2 separate regions of the Sus scrofa genome follow, and region 2 is linked to region 1. The links are chromatin contacts, called in public Hi-C maps. All regions are on one chromosome and are shown on one strand. Each heading gives the region's core, a stretch centred on a gene start, on an enhancer-like site or on the middle of the called end of the contact. The rest is flanking DNA. Distances are from core to core; before and after follow the strand shown.

What was found. Hi-C and Micro-C count contacts between places; a contact is called where the count stands out from the background.
Region 2: a contact with region 1 is called in a Hi-C map of embryonic fibroblasts, with 2.4 times the contacts expected there. The contact joins the enhancer-like site here to the promoter of UNC5C in region 1. A contact is called at or near these places in 8 of 47 Hi-C or Micro-C datasets (embryonic fibroblasts, epiblast stem cells, fetal heart ventricle and 3 more) and 1 of 2 datasets of contacts at active chromatin or transcription factors (skeletal muscle).

What each region holds. Positions count from the first base shown.
Region 1 is chr8:124,145,637-124,152,698 of Sscrofa11.1, reverse strand. It overlaps UNC5C (netrin receptor UNC5C), which reads right to left and starts at 3,335. Exons shown (of 17, transcript XM_021100734.1): 1 at 2,608-3,335. The coding sequence starts at 2,731.
Region 2 is chr8:124,534,838-124,541,899 of Sscrofa11.1, reverse strand. It overlaps BMPR1B (bone morphogenetic protein receptor type 1B), which reads left to right. Exons shown (of 13, transcript NM_001039745.1): 13 at 1,368-3,130. The coding sequence ends at 1,493. Among named protein-coding and RNA genes, the nearest start is that of UNC5C, 390 kb to the right of the region's middle. Within about 2 kb of position 3,284, at least 13 of the 83 cell types and tissues checked have an H3K27ac peak or open chromatin away from gene starts, as enhancers often do. A contact at or near this core is called in embryonic fibroblasts, where this site is marked.

The sequences.
Region 1 (7,062 bases), core at 2,086-4,585:
ATTTTTTTCTAGTATCTCTCTAACAACAGCATAAAAACCTTATCCTCATAGTAAAGGGCTTAAATGAACTTTCTTATCTAAATGGCATACATAATTCCATTCATAAAGAATATTTTATTTCCATCTTTAAGTTCTCAGCACAAGGAAATCATACTTTGAGGGGGCAAGAGCATCCCTTATTTCCGTAGTGATACAGTCCAACGAGAGAAGTGAAAAGAGAAGAAATCAGAGGGAAAGAGAGGTCTGACTACCAGGCCATTATATAAGTGTGATTCTGAGAAGAAAGCATATTGGTGGTTCAATAGTAAACAGGCTAGAGGAACAGATCAGAGTGGTAGTGATAGCAGCTGAAAGTAGTTTGGTGCTTTCTACATTCTGACACCTAACAGACAACACAGGAATGCTGGGGTATCCTGGCTTATGGAGGAAAACAATGATAAAAGTGGTGGAATAATGTCTCTCAAAGACCACAAGATTCAAACATAAATAGTTTGTTCACCAGGAACTGAAAGAGCTCAATAAACTAAACTGAGAGAAAAGGCACTGAATTGCAGACACCCAGAAGAATACATTATATTTTTCCACTCAAGATCAGAAGAGTAGGTTAAATCCACAATCTTTGACTTCCAGGTCTATAAGATGAAAAATGTGTAAGTAGCAAACCCTCATTCTATCCTGAGCGTCTTTTCTTTTACTCTCTTCCCCTTTCTTCTTTCAATATTAATCCACTTACAATCTCCTGTTTGATTATCTATATTGATCTTTCTTCCTATCCAGTCTTTTTAATTTGGCTGTAGTAAGCTCTCGGCAGGGATCCTACATCGCCTGTGTGGCATCTTTGGGGACTTTAACTAACAGTTCCCTCACTGCCCTGTCCCCCTCTCACTCCCACCCCCACCCTATAGCTGAGTCCTTTGTGCTCCCAATAACAGTAGGCGAATTCCACTGGGAGTCACGCGGTTGATTCCACAACAATTCATCAGGTTGCTCACTTAAACTTCCAAACATCCCTCTAAGCACCCTCAGCTGCCTTTCCTGAGACCTTCCAATTTCAAGAAACCAACAAGAAGTTTATGCTTCTCAATGGGGATTTCTTTGTAAAATGGACAGACAGATGAGCTCTGGAATTATGAATAAGAAAATCAGGGCAGCAGAACCTCGGGGAAGGGAGGCATCTGGCAAGGAGGGAAGGAAGGATTTATGAGCGTGGCTACTTAGCGAGGCAGCAGGAAAATTTACTCCCGAAGTAGCTATGGCTAATTCACAAAGCCTCGCTAATCACTTACCTCCCCACCCAGACTCTAGCCTACTCTCAGCGCTCCGCTCCACCTCCAAAGCCCGGGCCCCCAGCGCCTCTCCCGAGCAGAGGGACTGCTGCGGCTAAGCTCCGGAGTGTCTGAGCATCTCCCGGGGAGGTGAGGCTGTCGTTGCACTTCCTCTGCCTTCCAAATTTGGCAAGAGTGTAACCGAGATGATGGGATGCCTGGATGACCTCCGAAACGCTGCAGAAGCTTCTTGCACCCGCGCCCCCATCCCAGAGAACAGCTGAGCTGCCCTCCCCGGAGCCAGCAACCACCACCAAACTGGGCGCTAAGACCCAGGTGGGCGCTCAGCTTGGCCAGAAGGTTGGGGACCCAGGTGACCCGACAGAAACCCCGTGGAGTCTTTCCTCTCCGTCTCCCTTCTGCTCAGCTCGGAGCTCGGGAGGCTGGGATCTGCCTCTACCACCTCAAACTACGAGGGCAAGAAGGACGCCCTTAGCTCCCGTGCCTCCCCTCCTCCCTTCCCCACCCTCAACTCCTTGGCCCAGCTTCTCCCGACGCCGGTTTTGCCCAGGGCTCCGGACACTTCTTTTAAAGCTCAGACGCATTAAATTCAAATGCCAGAGTTATAAAGTGGCCGGTTACCCCGGGGAGTTTCGGATTTGGTCTGAACGACCAGTCCGTTTCCTCCGAGCTCTGGGGTTTTAAGTTTCTCGGTCGCCCGCTGGGTGGGGGACGCCGAGAGGGTAGGAGAGCGGAGGCGTGCACACCCCACGGCCTGCGGGCTGGGTGGCGGGTCCCGGTGCGCGGTGTATCGCCACAGCAGCCCGAGCAGCAGCCGAGGGGCACCAGCGCCGGCGGGTCCTCGGCCGTAATGGACACATTTCCTTCGCTGAGCGCCCTTCCGCGCCTGGCGTGCTCAGAGACTCCCCAGGCTCCCAGACGCGGCACAGCGCGGGGAGCCTCTGCGCATCAGGGTGCATCTAGGGCATGCCACGCTGCCACCCGCACTCAGTGTCTCTCCAAACCTCGGGCTGCACAATACGCAACAACGTGTGCGTTTGGAGCAGAAAGTGTAAACGACACCAAGGCGTCCACATGCCCAGGGACAGACGTGCGTCCACACCCCGTGCGTCCCCGGCCCATCCGTGCCCATTTCGGAGGATCGATTAAACATCATAACCAAAGCTTCTCGAATAGTTGGGAAAGTAGAATTGCAAGTGATTTGCCGTGGAGAGAAACGAGGGGGATTAGCGAAGCCAGGAGAACCGGGGAGGAGGAGAGGAAGAAGGAGGGAAGGAGGAGGCGAAGGGAGGTGGCTGCGGAGATCGGCGGACCCCCTTACCTTGAGCGGCCGAGCCGGTGCCGCTGGCGCTGAGCAGGGCCAGGGCAGGTAGCACAAGCATTTGCAGCACGTATCCCAGTCCCAGTCCGCAGCGGGCCGCTGTCGCCCGCAGACCTTTCCTCATCGTCGACAGAGGTGTGCCTGGGGGAGCCACACACAGAGGCGCGCCAACAGCGGAGAGCCCCACAGGGCAGCCGCTGACTCCGTGCTCCGCGAAGCTGTCTGAAGAAATAAGATAACCGAGCGCCACACTCCACTTTCTCCAAGGGCAGGGGCCAAAAGGGGGTGGAGAGGAGACGCTGAGGAGGAGTTTGGAGGTCTCTCTTTCCCTTGCCTTCTAACTGGCGGCTCCGCGAGCGGCTGCTCTGCCCCCACTTGGAAAGTCCGGGGAGGCGCAAGGCGGCCGCCGCGCCGCGCCTCTCAGCAGCGAGAGCAGCCGTAGCTCCGCCGCGCGCCGAGCCTGGACTGCTCCCCGGGTCCCCTGCCGGTGCCAAACACACACAGGCACGGGGGGCGGGCGGGGGTGGGGGGGGCTGGGGCGGAGGGAGTGCAAGAGAGAGTGGGGAGCGGAGGGAGGGAGTGGTGCACTTGGGAGGCCGCTCCCGTCTCCAATCTGTGTTGTCACGCGGAGGGAGAGACGTCCAGGCTGCTGCCGCTGTTGCTGGGTGGCCCAGGAGGGTCACCTCCTAGTGCGGGGCGCACGGGCGCGCGGAGGCGCTAGCCGAGGAGGCGTGGAGGGCCCAGCCCTACTCCGCCGGAGGGGAAGCGGCGGCGGGAGCGCGCCCGCCCGCGTTATGTAAGCAAGGATTGGAGGGAGCTGCGTGCCCAGAGCCGGAGCTGGAGAGCGGCTGTTGGTTTAGCTGAGGAAGCTGAGGCGAGAGAGACCTGAGCAAAGAGGCGGCTTCTGAGGGTGGGAGCGCGCCTGCCTCCCGCGGCGCGCCAGACCCGGACTGCGAGAGCGCAGCGGGCGCGCCCCGAGCCGCTTGGCAGTGGCCGGGGTAGCTCAGCCTGCCGCCTGCCAGCTTCGCCGCGGCGCCGCCGGAGCCCATGCCAGACTCCCCGGGACGGGACGCGCTCTGCGACTTTGGGTCTTGCGATTGATTGAGCCGGCTTCGGGCTCCAGCTGAAGTCCTGCGTGGCAGGGAAGAGGCAGGAAGCTTTCGCAGCGCCCCCGACACGCTGCAGTCTGGGGGCTGTCAGCGCCCCTCAGACCGCTGGATGCGCTGAGCACCCGTGATCTCTCCGTGGTGGAACAGAAACTAAAACCTCAAGGAAAACATTTTTTTTTTTTTCTTTTCCAACGGAGCTTTATTGGCGTGCATCTTGGTGGCTGGCAAGGTTGAGTATGTAAAGCGTGGTGAGATGCTACGAGAAGAAACTCCCAGAAACACTGCACAACAAAATTTGTAAATACTCACTTAAAGTGAGGGTGGAACCTCTGACAGGTTCTCCAGATTCCTAACAGTCTGTGTAAGGACTCAAACTGCTATGCATTTTTAATTTATTATTTTTTTCTTCAGGAAAGAATTGTCTGGATAGCTGAGTTATGGATCCCTGTTGTAATGATGCAGCGGGAGTGTGAGAATGGGTGGATAAAATAAGGAAAGCCTGGATGAAAGGAGAGTGGATGGATTAAAAGTTCAAAACACACTGGCACACTGACCTGGGAAGAAGAAACCAGTTCCCAAGATTATTACATTTCTAAGTAATTTATCAAGGAAATTTTAAGCTCTTGGTGACAAAGAGGCAATGTGTACACACACACACACACACACAGGCAGGAAGCTGTGGTCTAATCTTGGCTGTGGTCCTAACTCATTCAGTGGGCAGGGCAGCTAAACTGCATGTCTCAGTTCTTCATCTATGAAATATTTTATTAAATGGTTTCAAAGTTCCAGGATTATGCCTGCCAAGCTCCTTCTAAACCTCTTGCTGATAAGACTTGTCTTGGATGAGTCTGGTAGATCGGAAAAAGGTCATCCCTGGCAAAGACACTGAAAAATCAAGCCAGTTCTTATTTCTGTGGAGGCACACAGCCTGCCCAAACCGCTTTTCACCCTCTTCAGCTTCCCCATACCAAGATATCTGGATATTTGGGTAAAAGGGTAAGAGGTTCCTGTGTCAGTCTGCCTGGGTTTAATTCTTAGCATTTCCTACTACTAGCTGACAAATGTCAAATAAATAAATAAATAAATAAAGCTAGCCGCCTCAGTCTCTTTATCTGTGAGATGGATCCAGTAGCAGCAACTCTCTTCTAGAGTTTTGTTAGAGAAAAATGAGTTCAACATATGCAAAATGCCTGACACATGAAATTGTTAGCTGCTGTTCTTAGCATTGACAAAACGTTCCTATCAGCTGCATACCAGCTGAGTGCTGGCCGACAAACATTTTGCAATGAGAAACATGTTTGTATCTGTGCTTTCCAAAGTGGTAGTCACTAGACACATATTGCTATTGCGTACTGGCAATGTGACTAGTGTGAGTTGAACATTTTTATTTTTATGGAATTGATTAATGTTTATTGCCGCATGGCTAGGGCGACTATATTGTGTTTTTGTTTTGTTGTCTTTTTCTTTTTTGGCCACCCCCAGATATGTTGATTCCCCTGGCCATTTGTGGCCTAAAACTGGATCCTTAACCCACTGTGCCAGAACAGGGATCCAACTTGAGTCCCAGTGCTAAAGAGATGAGACACCACTGCTGATCTAGCTGTGTCACAGTGGGAACTCCTAGGGCTACTATATTGAACAGTGTTGCTAGGCCACTCATAAGCCATCCTTTATTTTAAGGATGACATCACTAGTAGGGGTTATGATTATATTTCATATTTGTCTTTATAATTTTTCCAAAAAGGACAGCAGCTTAATTACTAAGAAACTTCCACAATGTGCTCATTATATTAACAACATCTAAATTTTATTTATTTATTCATTTGCAATGTTATTGCCTACCTTTTCTAAGGAGAATTTATTTAATTCTTTCTAAGGCAGAGACTTTGTCTGTTCATCATTATATCCCCTGCCCCTAACACAGAGCCAAATATGTAGCTGGTGCTCAATCAGTATTGGTTGATTGAGTGTCAAAAAGGCTCAGTAGGGAAGAATCCTCAAAGTCTAGTTAGCTAAGTAGAATTAAGTTGTCACGAAATTCTACTTGGGTCATTGACGTGCCCAATGACAGACGGTGCATAAAATTAATTCTCTGATAGAAAGAGTATTAATTAATTAATTCTCTGATACAAAGAGTAAGAGAAAAGAAGGGGAAAGTAGTTGAGTACCAAAACTCAGCCTACAGAGAGCAGGAATCCTTTGAGAAATGGTATGTAGAGATGAGGTGGAAAAGGGAGAGAAGAGTGAGTGCAAGAGAACAAGGAAAGAACCAGCAAACTGATCAACTTCACCAAGCAGGCAACTTTCCTACAATCTGTGATTGCAGATGCAACTTGCTTTTACACAGCAACATCCTGCCTAGTTTTTTCTTCATGGAAAAGATGATGAATATAGTGTTGCCGAGACTTCTGAGCATGGAACTACTAACTTTCTTCACTTAAATCTGGGCTCAAATGTCACTGCTTAGAGGGACCCTCTCTGACCAATTGACCTAAAATAGCTCACCCACAATTGCATTTACCTGCTTTGATTTTTCATATAGTGCTTATTTTATAAAAACACATAAATGTGTAGTTTAAGTATACATAGCTCTGTGTGTGTGTGTGTGTGTGTCTGTGTGTGTGTGTGTGTCTGTGTGTATGTGTGTCTGTGTCTGTATCTGCTGGGTACTCTCCAATAGAATGTATGCTTCTTTAAGGAGAAGAATTTTTTTTTTCTTAGTACTTTCCAGGATCTATACCCAGAACCTAGAAAACTGCCTGACACATAATAGGTGATCAATAAACACTTCTGGAATATTTAATAAACGAGATCAATGAGAGCTAACGGATCCTAAATCTGAGCTAAGTCCTTTATTAAAACTTCTTTTTGTGGAGTTCCCGTCATGGCTCAGTGGTTAACGAATCCGACTAGGAACCATGAGGTTGTGGGTTTGGATCCCTGGCCTTGCTCAGTGGGTTGAGGATCCGGCATTGCCGTGAGCTGTGGTGTAGGTCACAAAGGTGGCTCAGATCCGGCGTTACTGTGGCTCTGGCGTAGGCTGGCGGCTACAGCTCCAATTAGACCCCTAGCCTGGGAACCTCCATATGCCACGGGAGCAGCCCTTGAAAAGGCAAAAAGACAAAAACCAAAAAAAAAAAAAAAAAAAAAAAAAAACCTACTTTTTTTTTTTCCTTGGGACAAAATTTCAAATTATGAATAGGGTTTTCATGTTGTTGAATAAAATCAAATTGGGCAAATTTCCCCCAAGAATGAGTTTAAATATGACTTTTTCAAGATTGGAATACTGCAGGTGTTTAAGGAACAGACATGAAATTCATCTCATTTTGAAAAATAAAAAGCGTCA
Region 2 (7,062 bases), core at 2,035-4,534, 390 kb before region 1:
CCACTTCCAAAATTCATGGCATGGGGTCAGCGTTTCACCAGCATGACCCATGACACTGTTTCATTTGTTGGTGACGTCCTGACACTTGCACACAGGCTATTATTTCCCTGCGTGTGTTTGTAAAACATGGTGAATTTTCTCCACGACAAATGTGCGTACAGCACTCATGTGTGTTGACCAAAGCAGAGCTGGCCATCTGGAGAATTCGGCTTACCGTACACAGAAGTAGTCCACGCTGAGCGAGTTGAGATGCCTGACCGTGGCGTGGATCTTGGTGAATAAGGATGATGCGATGCTGTGTGAATAAACCCACCGTGGGCCGGGCTCTGAGCAGGTCCACGGTGTGAAACCCAAACAGGTCTAACAGACTTGCCAGGAGATGAGCCGGGCGGCTGGCCTTTCTGGCCCCATCTCCTCCTGCTCCCCCGCGTCTCCATCACCCGCTGCGCCTCTAACCACACCACACGCCACCCCCTACCCTGCCCCCACACCCAGGCCTGGAGAACCCCGGGCACTCAGAGTGCTGGGACACTCAGGGAGGGGGGTGAGCATTCCCCCCCCCAAAAAAAAGGTACCAAAGCCAGAGCAGACAGGTGGGCAGAACACTGTTTATAAACTCATTCTTCCGTGCCACACATCCTTTTAAAAATAACCTTTGGTTCCTTGGGTTTGTGGCTAGTTACTGAAATGCTAAATAAGATATATGTTTCCAGTGAGCTGTGCAGAAAGCTTTATAAGAGGCTAGAGTCGTATTGTTTGCAAGGTGGTTATGAACACTGATATTCCTCAGAATCCCTGCACAGAGTCCCATTCGAGGATTTCTAATGAAGTGAAATGGTGCTTTTCAGCACGGAGACCAATAATTGATGTACCACAGGAGAACGCGGGAGAAAGCGGTAGCGAGGCTGCGTGCAGGTCATTCATCTTGTGAAATGCTGCAGGGTGATGCTATTAGTACAGCAGACAGCTGTGATTTAGGAATAACCAGGTTTGTTTGAATGCTATGAAATTAGATAAAAGATTGAAGCTTATCAAGAGTTACAGCCAGTTTGGGAGTGTGCCGTGGAATACACACTCCTGGGTATTTTTCTGTCTATTCACTCTGCCTTCAAAGGTGCTCATCTACCATCAGCAAAACCACCTGCTCCCTCCAGTCACTAGGAAGACGTGAAAATCTGTCAGAGACATTGACCATTGGCATGAGAAATGAATGCTTATGGAACTTGGTGTCTGCCTGGCTTTAACAATATCTTTTAAAAATAGAGTCAAACTTGAGACACTCCAAACTAAAAGCCAGTGTCAAGGGCTGACCTTGCAGAGGGTACATTTCTCTAGAGTAACGCCAGTTTCCCCTTTCCTTCCCACAGTGTCTAAGGCAGATGGGGAAACTCATGACAGAATGCTGGGCGCAGAATCCTGCCTCCAGACTGACAGCCCTGCGGGTGAAGAAAACACTGGCCAAGATGTCAGAGTCCCAGGACATTAAACTCTGACCTGAGGGCAAGAACAAGCATCTCTGGAGGAAGCCGGTAGATACTCGTTGGTTTGCAGGCCGAGCAAAAGATGTTGCAGAAGCATCCACAGTACAGACTGTGAACATCATCCTGCTTCCCGGTGGGTTCAGCCTCGCCACCGCTCGGGGTGCAGCCCAGACAAGAGAGAAGCTCCCACGAATTCATCGCCTCTGTTCGCAGGAGGAAGAAACCGCTTGGGTTCCTTGTTCAGGATGTGATGCGTGTTGCTTTCTAAGAAAGCCCTGGATTTGGGGATCGCCTTTTTGTTTTTTCAAAAGATGCTTTAATTTTGCCAAAATGAAACAAACAATGCAGATTTTTTTAAGGTTTATACGATTAGAGATTAAATAATAACAACAGACGTTCTTCCGGGAACCTCTACTGGACGGTAACTTAAAATACGTTTCCATTGACAAACTGCGTTGCACTCTCCCAACTGAAAGACAGTCTGTGACGCTGGAGAACAGGATGGAAGGCATCTTAAAAGGCCCCTGACCCCTGCTGCCCCCCTGCCTGCTCAGACCACTCCTGCCAGCCCTGCCCAGGGGCAGCCGAGGCAACGTGAACGCACCTGGGAACCAGCCACCTCTGGTTGGGGACCACATTTGGGGGTTCCTGCAGATGCCCTTTTGCAGCTTTCAGGGGATATGGAACAAATGAAAGTTTTATGCGACTCTCTTAGCAGTAAATGTTGACACTGTTCTTCACAACCACTTGCATGTCTGATTCTGTTAGGCATTTGCTTTTCCCTGATGAAATCCCTTCCTTTTCGTTAAACACAAACTGAGCTTTTTTTTGTGCAGAGAAGTAACCCATGCAATCTTTTGATCTCTCAAATGAAAGGATCGATATTCAGTTTAATGGCCATCAGGTCTGTTGAAGACAAGGGGCTTTAAAATAGAGATCATTTTGCCCTCTGTGCTGTAAGAAGATTGGGTCAAAAAGGTACAGCATGAGGGTGAAGGTGCAAGTGGCTTGTTTCTTACAGACTCCGAAGAGCCAGTCTCAGGAGCCCGAGGGGCAGCGCGTGCACAGCTCATCGTGTGTGGACAGAGATGGTTTCTTTTGGTTATTGTCTGCCTTCTTGTGTCTGAGTTAAGGGAGGGAGGGGAATCGTGTGTCCGGTTAATGTAACTAAATTTTTAATTTAAAAATAGATAAACCTAACCTCCAAATGGGACAGCAGAGAAATGATAGCAGAGGCTGCAAAATACCAGGGCTGCTCTGATTCTTTTTTCCGGAAGAGATACGGATCGAGTATGTACACCTTCCGTGATCGTTTCGCATCTTAGGAATGCTGACGCTATTTTATTTTATTCTCATGATGTTCAATTTCCTTTTTAATTTATTGGTTTTTCCTTCTCTGTGGCGCTTGTGCAAAAGCATCTCCTGGCCTCTTCCTTGCTGTGAGGTTTTAACTTTTGAGCAACATGCGTCCCATTGTTGACAGGGCCAGTAGTCCTTAGCAAGAGGAACATGATAACGGCTAAGATGTACACACCCCTCTCAGCTTTATTCATTTCCGTCCTGACTGTGGTTTTCTTTTGCTGCTCAGAAATTCCGTAATGTTTAGTAAAGAATTCGGGAGTACCTCCCTTTGCCCTTAGAGAAAAAAACAAAAAAACAAAACAAACCACACAAAAAGGAGATGTTCCTTCCAGAATCCTCCAGGGGGCAGTGTTTCCTAACATTTTCGTTTCACCACTGGGTGGCTGAAGGATGGAGGGTTTCTGAAGATGTGACAGCTGCATGAAAAAAGAGGAAGTGTTGTCCTCACTGCGGAAGTGGACTGGCCGCTGGTGGCTTGGTCCTCCTGAGAGCGTCGCAGAGCAGAGACTGGCTGTGAGCTCCTCGGACGGGTGGGGAGAAGCAGGAGAAGCAGTGCTGTGTGTTCAGCACCCACTTGGTAACCACCTCTCGTTTGTAGCGAAGACAGGATATTTTCTTAATCCTTGACTATGCCCAGAGGTTTCTGTTTTTTCCAAGATTAAAAACAGTTGGTTCTAACTATACGTGTAATCCAAATGCCGCTTTGACTGATACTAAGGTACCTGAAGAGCAGTGTAAAGGTTCCTTTCTTTGGGTCAAAGCAGATTCTTTGTGAGAGCTTAGAAGGAGTCTGGGGTTCCAACAACGTGTGATAATCCTTGGAGCCTGGGAGACAAACTTCAGTGCCTCTAATCGGATCATTTACAAACGAGTAAACGTGTGTCAGTGAAGTGGCGACATGCTTATGTTTATTTTCCCTAAATTTAAGTGATCTTGGGTTTAAAATGTGTTTTATGTTTGGCAAGTTCTTACACATGGATATCTTCAAATCAGACTATTTTATAGGGAGGTGATGATTTGAAAATAAATTTCTAGGAAGGTGTTGGTTCCTGTGAAGAAAGAGAAGAAATTAAAATTGTACGCAAATTTCTTCTATTTTGTTTGTTTGGTGGCTTTGGAAAAACATGGACAGATCACTTCCTAATCCCCAACCTGATTTACTCACTACAAACATATAAAAATTATTCCTGAGACACTTAAAAAGACCCATTTAGTTATTATAGTCTTTCAAGGAGACAAGAATTTATTTATGATTAGATTTTCCTTTGTATCTAACCAAAATTCACCTTGTTTAGGGAATATTAAATTGTTTTTAAAGAGACTACCTACTCAGTTCCAAATAATTCATTTTGATTTTTAAGCTTCTCGTAGCTCAGAAGTGAATTTATTTTTTATTTTGTCGTTCAATAGAATAGTGGAAACCTGGAAATAAAGTAGTCAGTTGCTTACTTTCAGGATTATTTCAAAGAGTAAGATTTTCTTCTAATCGCTCCCCTGAGAAGGAATCCTAACATATTACTTGTTAGCTAATATAAGTTTTGTACACTAAGATGTTCGGGTTTATAGTTTATGTGTGTATATATTATATAAATATGTATGTATATATAAATATTATGCTCAGTTTGGAGTCTGGCACAACTCCATTCTGTGGATTAGAGAGTAAAATATTATGGATGATAAAGTACTAAATGAAACATAATATTTATTTATAAAGGGGTGTAGATCTTTCAATCACAGGCAACAGCTCTATAAAAGTTGTGTGTGAGGAGACAGGCCTTTGACCTCCTGGAAAGCACTGCTCAGAAGTCACTAGTGACCATTCTTTTTATTCTCAAAATAAAGCTTCATAGAAAACATGCTAAGATTTTATTTACAGGGAATTCTTAGATGCATTTCAGTTGTTGTATCGTCAGGCAGGGCCAGCACTGAGTAATGATCGACCCCCCTGTTTGTAGAGTCACGCGTCTTGATTAGAAGTTAAGAGTTTTATGTTGTTGGTCTCTTCTGGTTCTTTTTTGTTTGTAGGCGGAAAGGCACTGAAAAAAGTACAGCTTTTAAAACTTGAATAATTCTCTAGGTGTATCTCCTTAGGAAACTTCGTGACGTAGCCACGGAAAGGAAAGACGTGGCACCAAAAGTGACTTCATTTAGAGGTTATGATTCCTTTTGTAAAATATTAAAAAAAAATGCCATATTTTTTGGAGAAAAGTTAGACTATATAAGGGATTCTGTTGTTTGTTTCTAAAGAAGACTCGTGTTCTTTTGGGGAACCAGTGCCTTATTGAATTTGTACATACTGTAATTATTCAGGATGAGGGAACAAACAGTTGTGTTGTCTTTGTTACAAAGTGTATATGGCTTTGTTTTAACATTCCCCCAAATAAAACGGTTTCATTCTCCCCTTGGAAAGAGCATGTCTCTTATCTTAGAGTTGTGCCCTTTTCTCGTCTGAAACATATCCCACTGTAACAGGTGGGAAAAGCAGGTGATGCAGGTAAGTTTGCATGTTTCGTGGCAGGAGGCAGGACAAGTGCTCTGCTGGCTCCTATTTTCTCTGTCCTCAGGAGGCAGGGTCAGGTGGTGAGAGGGAGAGGAAGGGTAGAAAGGACGGTGGTTTGAGAGAAGTGACCAGGTCTACAATTGCGCTGTGGAAGATCACAGCTGGCCCAGGGCCCTCTGGCGATCGACGATGCCCTGTGTCTTGGTGGCCAAGGTGTGGCCTCTGGACCACCATACAGCCCACGTATGAATCCAGCCTCTGCTGTTCTCCTAGTTCTCTGGCCGTGGGCATGTTCTGACCTCTCAGAGACTCCATTACTTCCCCTTGGCCGTGAGAATGATGTTAACCTCTACTGCGTGGAGTGGTTCTGAAGACGGATCGAAGTCATCCATGCACCGGGCAAGAGGTGAGCGGTGCCCTGTTACTGAATGTCAGTTGTCGTTGCCCAGGCCTCGGGCTGCTCTTCTGTGGAGTTTTACGATTGTATTTTTCTATCAGCAGCCCAAAGGCAGGCATGGAGCCCGTGGCATGGAATGGCAGCGATGGGTCATGGAAAATGAGAACTGTCATCTTGAAGGGGACATCTGACGTGGTCCAGAGGAGGGAGGGGATTCAAGAGGAGGCAGCTGATGGGCCACGAGCAGCTAGGTCAGAGGACGAGGAGCCACGCTGGGACGGGTGGTGTATCAGCAGGTACTGAGCAGGCGCTGTGTTCAGAATCCAGGTTTCAGGAGGAAGAGCGAGACCGAGGACAGGCTGAGGGTGGGATCACAGGGGTGGGCGGGCAGAGCTGGTTACTGGACAGGATGGTTGGTGATGAAAGAGGACCCCCAAGCCCGGGCCTTTGGATCTATCTTTGTGGATTGGGAAGCCCCCAGGATGGTGACGTCTAATGACGTGCAGATTGTAAGGCAGGATTCTCGGGGGCCACAGGAGGATGGGGCGCGCGGTCAGTGAGGGGCAGAGAGTGCAGACAGGCTGGGGGCGCTGGTGTTCAAAGGAGCGGGGGTTCCTGCAAGGACAGTGGCCTGGCAGCAGCACAGCAGTGTGAGAAAGACCCCATCTTCCTCCCAACTCGGGGTGCCTGGGATGTGGAACAGCCAGGTTGTTGCTGTCATTTCTGAATCCGTGTCCCCTGGAGAGGCGAAAACCCTCTGCAGAGGGAGAGGGGAGGTGTGAGGTCCTTGGTCCACGGGCTGGGAGTCCTGGAGGGCAGGATGGGAGGTTTGCTTTTGACGGCATCCATTGGACACTGGATTTAGGGAGAGGAGACCCAGAATTGTTTGGGCACAGGGAATTTGGGAAGGCTTGCCTCTCAGTTACCGGGAACTCCGGAGTTTGTGAGTGAGTGGCTGTGTTTAGCCAGCTGCGCTTGTGCCAAAGGGATTCATCCCAGTATTGGGTTGAGGTTGGTTGAACTCCTATTGTGTGGTTTTCACTTTCTCAAGTAGAACTTCGTAGTCTGAACCCCCTTTGTCTCCCCCTCTAAAGGGGGACCAAAATACCCACCTCAAGAGGCTTTTAGGAGCAACAGAGGAGGTGAGTATGTGAGGTGTGTGGGGGGTCCCCGCCAGGCACACAGCAGGTGGCACACCTCTCCCACCCTCTCTGCACCCGCGTCCATAGGCTGGGGGCCTTCCCCGGACTCAGGGTAGTAACTGGCAGCCAAGGAGAACAGCAGTGATGTATAGGGGACCCTGCTCGCAGAAGGACTTTGGT